Linked DNA regions of Mus musculus: region 2 is linked to region 1. A link is a contact called in public HiChIP or PLAC-seq data. All regions are on one chromosome and are shown on one strand. The core of a region is the stretch at or near the end of the contact, and the rest is flanking DNA. Distances in the headings are between cores, read along the strand shown. Region 1 overlaps Axl (AXL receptor tyrosine kinase). Region 2 has its middle 14 kb from the start of Gm51461.

Evidence for each region. HiChIP or PLAC-seq counts read pairs in DNA pulled down with a chosen protein or histone mark.
Region 2: a contact with region 1 is called in an H3K27ac HiChIP or PLAC-seq map of extraembryonic endoderm stem cells. The contact joins two enhancer-like sites. A contact is called at or near these places in 2 of 115 datasets of contacts at active chromatin or transcription factors (extraembryonic endoderm stem cells and pancreatic cancer cells) and 1 of 9 other capture datasets (liver).

What each region holds. Positions count from the first base shown.
Region 1 is chr7:25,779,935-25,783,225 of GRCm38.p6, forward strand. The region is part of intron 4 of Axl (AXL receptor tyrosine kinase); the gene reads right to left. Among named protein-coding and RNA genes, the nearest start is that of Axl, 7.2 kb to the right of the region's middle. Within about 2 kb of position 1,622, at least 202 of the 459 cell types and tissues checked have an H3K27ac peak or open chromatin away from gene starts, as enhancers often do. A contact at or near this core is called in extraembryonic endoderm stem cells and pancreatic cancer cells, where this site is marked.
Region 2 is chr7:25,877,126-25,880,416 of GRCm38.p6, forward strand. No RefSeq gene overlaps it. Among named protein-coding and RNA genes, the nearest start is that of Gm51461, 14 kb to the right of the region's middle. Within about 2 kb of position 1,811, at least 31 of the 459 cell types and tissues checked have an H3K27ac peak or open chromatin away from gene starts, as enhancers often do. A contact at or near this core is called in extraembryonic endoderm stem cells and pancreatic cancer cells, where this site is marked.

The DNA.
Region 1 (3,291 bases), core at 372-2,871:
ACGGAGACACAAACAATGAACGCACACTTAAGGACAGAGTATATAATAATGTACATAGGTTTGCTCATTGATAAGTTTGTCTCCTACAACTGCTCTCTTGGTCTGCTTCTGGTCTCTCTCTCTCTCTCTCTCTCTCTCTCTCTCTCTCACACACACACACACACACACAAGGTCTTCTCACAGGATGTCTATATGTCTATGTGACCTCAGCCTCCTTTCTTCATGCACGTCTTCTTGGATGGCACACCTAAGTCACCCTGCCCCTGACTAATCTCTGTAGAACTGGAACCTGGCTTGGTTTCCTCTCCTCGCTGCCAGCTTGCTCACACGTTGCCCAAGAATCATGTTTCTTAGGGCTCTCTCTCAGAATCTCCATTTTAGGAGCGCAGGAAATGTCTGTTTTTGTAACCCTGAGGTGGCAGCATGGCCGGGCACACAGTAGGTACTCTACAAATGTCTGTTGAATGAGTGGGAGAATTTTTTTTTTTCCCAAGACAGGGTTTCTCCGTGTAGCTCTGGCTGTCCTGGAACTCATTCTGTAGACCAGGCTGGCCTCAAATTCAGAACTCTGCCCGCCTCTGCCTCCTGAGTGCTGGGATCAAAGGTATGTGCCACCACCATCTGGCTGTGAGTGAATTTTTAAAAAGATTGTGTGTGTGTGTGCCACATTTATTCAGGTGCCCTCAGAGGCCAGAAGAGGGCATGGGGTTCCCAGGAGCTAGACACATACAGGAGGATGTGAGTTGGCCCATGGAGGTTCTGGGAATTGAACTCAGGTCCTCTGTAAGTGGAGCAAGTGTTCTTATCTGCTAAACACTCTCTCCTTCCCCAGTGAAAATTTCTGATCAAGCCCAGGGCTGCACACATGCCAGTCCGATGCTCTACAGATGAACCACACCCCCAGCTCCTCCCTGGTGGATTCTAGGCAGATGTCTCATTGCTAAGCTGCATTCCTAGCCTTCTTTTTAACTTTTCCTTGGAGATAGGATCTCACTAGGTTGCCCAGACCGGCCTTAAACAGACCCTGTAGCTCAGAAGAGTTTTGAACATGTAATCCTCTTGTCTCAGCCTCTGGAGTAGCTGGAATGGCAGGCCGACAAAACCAAGCCTTACAAGCCAATGAACACGTGTGTGCATCTGTGTTTGGGTGTGTAAGGAAGAAAAGGGAGCCTGATTATGTAACAGGCCAAACAAGCCAGTTAATGTGTTTTTGAATAAATGTCTTTGTGTGTCTGGGAAAGGTTCGTGGGCCAAGGTGTTTGTCTTGAGTCTCTTGTTTTGTCTTGTTTGTGTGTGCAACTGTGTCATCACTGTGCACACAGACACACACACAAGTGTGTACAAATACAAATACTCAAGACACAGGCCGGCAAACACACAGATATGCAATACCCATGTGTGCAGAGTCCTCTAGTACCGGGGCTGCAATTCTGAGCCTGGTGGATGTGGATGTGCTTGCGTTCTCCCATCTGTGTTTCATGGCTTGTGTAAGTCTGAGAACAGCATGTACTTGTGTCACTGTGGCATCTGCGTTTGTGCGAGCGCGGCGTTCCCTCCACCTGGTATGTTGGAGGGCAGCCTCTCTCTCGGCAGACACAAAGTTTCCTTTTCTCAGTCAGCAAAGGGAGTGGAACAGGGGAAAATCCGTCTTGAAGGCCGGAAGGGGGTGGGTAGGGAAGCGCCCTAGCCTTGGCTGCCCCGGCTGGCTGCGGTTCCCAGCCAAGGTCAGGTGCCCGCGGCGCAGCCCCCTCGGCCCAGGAAGGGATGCGCAGCCCTGGGAGGGCACCCTGAGGGGGGCAAGCGCTGGATCACGTCCAGCCACCTGGCACGTGGGGGCCACCACGCGGGGAGCTGGCGCCAAGGGCCAGCCGTAGCAGCCCCGGGGCAAGGAGGGGGGTTGGTTCTGGAGCTCGGTTCTGTTCCGACCGCAGCATTCCTGCCCCCGCCTGAGTCACCGGGGCGCCCCCCACCCTCCACTTCCGGCCTGTCCTGGTGGGCATAGTCTGGGATTTCCCATTCTCATGCCCCAGGGGCTGCATCTCAAATGAGGACACTGGGATGAGCTGAGGGGTCTAGGACCCCTCTCTCCTCCTGCACTCACCCTACAGGAAAGCCTGTGGACTCCAGATGTGTTTTCCAGATGTACTGCCCCGCCCCCACCCCATCCGCTCACTCCCACCCATGGCTTTTCTGAGGGAAAGAGAGAGATGGAGGGAGAAGAGGACACGCCCTGACTCAGATAGAGAGGGACAGAGAGGCACTCACACGCACAAACTGACAAAATTCTTTTACAAAGCACCCTCCCCTCCCCCGACAGTGAATCACTCTTAAATACACAGGGACCGTTATTAGCACAAATGTAAACACACAGAAATGCAGCACTGGCTAAGCTATACACTATTCACAGGGCGGATGCTGTACCAAACACAGTGACATAAATGCACTGGGACTTACTGGTAAACACATGGAGACTAACAATGAGGCATAGCCCCATAAACAGACAGACAGACAGACAGACAGACAGACACACGCACTCACGCGCACACACACACACACACACACACACACACGAGTCAGTGTGGGAAGGAACATATAAACACACAGTCTAACCCTCACACATGCACTGCAAACACCTGGCCAAATAGTATACATAGTATAAATACTGAGAAACTACAGAACTTCGTACAGAACAGCGTACTTCTGTCTCCAGACAACACATGTTGAAAGGGACAGACAAAATGGATACAAACTAGGAAGCAATAAAAGTTAATGTTGACTCCCCCCCCACACCACACAAACACACGCAGAGAGAGAAAGAGAGAGGGAGAGAGAGAGAGAGAGAGAGAGAGAGAGAGAGGGAGAGAGAGAGAGAGAGAGAGAGAGAGAGAGAGAGAGAATGCTAGCTTTATCTGTGCCAAAACAGAAACACAGACGGATGGGAAAACAGGCGGATGGGGAAAACAGTTATTGCGCAGCCACAAAGGCCCTCTGCAGAGACCACAAGATGGGGACACTGCCACATATGCCACATATGCATGGGTTGGCACAGATTCATGGCTAACAGGTGAGCGCTTAGGGTTCAGTCACCAAGAATCAGAGGAGTCAGTAACAGACCCAGAGAGAGCAGGTGTGTACTAATATTCTGCTGCGAATCTCTTTGGTACATGATAAGACACAGAACTTCATGGTGACGATCATACTTTTCTTTCCTTTTTTGGGGGAGGAGGATTGAGACAGGGCTTTTCTATGCAATAGCCCTGGCTATCCTGGAACTCACTCTGTAGATGAGGC
Region 2 (3,291 bases), core at 561-3,060, 97 kb after region 1:
GTAACCTTACACTGCAGTAACCTGTTTCTGTGACAACTAATCTATCCCTGAGAGACCCAATTTAGTCTTTTGAGAAAAACAACAACTTCCATTAATCTCTTCCTCTTTCTCCTCTTTCTTTTCACCCTCTTCATGTTGTCTGTTGAAAATGCTTATTTTTTATTAATGTGTCTGTGTGTGGGTGTATGCAAATCTGCGCAGGTGCCTCCGATGGAGGCCAGAAGAGGGGATCAGACCCCCTGGAGCTGGGGTTGTACAGGTAGTTGTGAGCTGCCTGACATGGGTGCTAGGATCGCAGCTCAGGCCTTCTGGAAGGCAATTGCACACTCGTAACCACTGAGCCATTTCTTCAGCCTCTTTTGTCTTTTGATACAAGGTCTTATACTGTAGTCTGTGTTGGCTTTGGACTCACTATGTAGTTTAGGCTGGCTTTTAACTGAAGCCAATTCTCCTGCTGCAGCCTCCTGAGCACTGGAACTACAGGTGTGTGCCGTTATTAATCTGTTCTTGAAGTGGAAGCCACCACGGCCTAATTCGTTCTCATTTATAGTCTCTTTCTTTGAAACTGAGGTTTCAGCTTAGTATTTCAGTTTATAGCAGAAGTTTTAAGAAAAGCTTCACACTCAACAGAAAAGGAATTAGCTCATATATTGTACCTGAAGCCAAAGTAGAACACAGTCAGATTATGGGAATGTGCTGGACTAATTGGTTAAGAGCAGGTTCCCACATGAGTGGCTCACTACCTCCTGTAGCACCAATTCTGGGAAATATGGCACCTTATTCTGGCTTCTGAGGGCATTTGCACTCACCCACTCACACACACTCACTCTCTCTCTCTCTCTCTCTCTCTCTCTCTCTCTCTCTCTCGCGCGCGCGCACACACACACACACACACACACACACACACACACACACAGGGTCTGTGCCAACATAATGTCAAGGGAACCAACCATAGCTACAACTTCTCCAGCACTGAAGCCCATTGACACTCTACTCCACTGATAATTCAGGGACTCTCTCCCTCTACCTGTCTTCTCCTTTATGATTAATTTATTTATATTTTATTAGATTCATTTATTTTATGCGTGTGAGTGTTTTTCTGTGTGTATGTATGCACACTGTGTGCATGCCTAGTATTCTAGGAAGTCAGAAGAAGGTATTGGATCCCCTGAAACTGAAGCTGTGAATCACCACGTGGGAGCTGAGTTTCAAAGAATTTAAAGCACAAACAGGTCTCATCTTAGGAGCATGGACTCTTCAAAGACATAGAGAAATGGCCTCTTCTATTCACTCTAAAGAAATGCCTTTATTAACTGTTCGGGTAATGCTGAAACCATTTTCTGGACATCTAATCATATTATCTTTTCATATTTTTTAAATTTTATATTCCAATTATTTTTTTGTGTCCTGAGGTGTGTGGGTAAAGGTCAGAGAACAAACTGTGGGATTAGATTCTCTCCTTTTACCATGTGTGTCTGAGGGATAGAACTCAGGTCATAAGAATTGGCAGCAAGCAACCATACCCCCCCTTCCATATCTTTTAAGAAATAAGGACTCATACATAGCTCCATTTTACAGGTAAGGAAGGTGATGCCAGAATTTGCAATGTCCTTACAACAACTCTGTGCCAAGTCTTGCTTTGCTGAGTTGTGGCCATTTAGAACTCTAGAGACAGCTATGGGGAGAGACTCTGGCAACCTAGCACTGAGGAGGAGACCAGCTGGCCTTCGGTCGGTCGTGCTGAAGAGCCTACAGTACATATTCTGATCTCAAGGCTCCGCTCCAAGAAATTCCCTTGGAGATTAAAGGCTTATTGTCTGGGGTTTTTATTTACTCTTCAAGGAGTGTTCCAGTGAGGCCTGCTAGTAGGAATGTCAACAGAGAGCCCCGCCCCACACCTACACTTTTCATTCGCCTCTCTTGCCTTTGTTGGGTGAACTTACAGCAAATATATCTAGTCTTATTTCACTGATTCTCCACATCCTCCTTAGGGTTTTGAACCCTGCTGGGGCTGGAACATGTCAGCCCATCCTTCCTTCCTTCCTTCCTTCCTTCCTTCCTTCCTTCCTTCCTTTCTTTCTTTCTTTCTTTCTTTCTTTCTTTCTTTCTTTCTTTCTTTCTTTCTTTCTTTCTTTTTGATTTTAGAAAAAAGGGCTCCTTCATTGGGGGCCCTTTGTTCCATCCAATAAATGACTGTGAGCATCCACTTCTGTATTTGCCAGGCACTGGCATAGCCTCATACGAGACAGCTATATCAGGTTCCCTTCAGATTTTAGAAAAAATAAATGATTTATTTATTCAATGTATTGTGATTTTGTTTTTTTTAGTTGTAAACTTTATTTATTTCCTCTTTATTAGATATTTTCTTTATTTACATTTCAAATGCTATCCCGAAAGTTCCGTATACCCTCCCCGCGCCCTGCTCCCCTACCCACCCACTCCCACTTCTTGGTCCTGGCATTCCCCTGTTCTGGGGCATATAAAGTTTGCAAGACCAAGGGGCCTCTCTTTCCAATGACGGCCGACTAGGCTATCTTCTGCTACATATGCAGCTAGAGATATGAGGTTTTGGGGTACTGGTTAGTTCATATCGTTGTTACACCTATAGAGTTACAGACTCCTTCAGCTCCTTGGGTACTTTCTGTAGCTCCTTCATTGGGGGCCCTTTGTTCCATCCAATAAATGACTGTGAACATCCACTTCTGTATTTGCCAGGCACTGGCATAGCCTCATACGAGACAGCTATATCAGGTTCCCTTCAGCAAAATCTTGCAATTCAATATGCAATATGCATATGCAATAATGTCTGGGTTTGGTGGCTGGTTATGGGATGGATCCCTGGGTGGGGTAGTCTCTGGATAGTCCATCCTTTCGTCTTAGCTCCAAACTTTGTCTCTGTAACACCTTTCATGGGTATTTTGTTCCCTATTCTAAGGAGGAATAAAGTAACCACATGTTGGTCTTCCCTCTTCTTGATTTTCTTGTGTTTTGCAAATTGTATCTTGGGTATTCTAAGTTTCTGGGCTAATATTGACTTATTAGTGAGTGCATATCTAATGACTTCTTTTGTGATTGGGTTACCTCACTAAGGATGATATCCTCCAGATACATCCATTTGCCCAAGAATTTCATAAATTCATTGTTTTTAATAGCTGAGTAGTGCCGCAGATCCTCTGGGTCCCTTTGTCTGCGTGGAACGGGTCTCTGGGTACAGAAGGGCAAGGAGTAGACGGGTGACAGACAGACCAACACGTGAGATTGTGTAGAATCTGAATGTCTTGTCACAAAGTG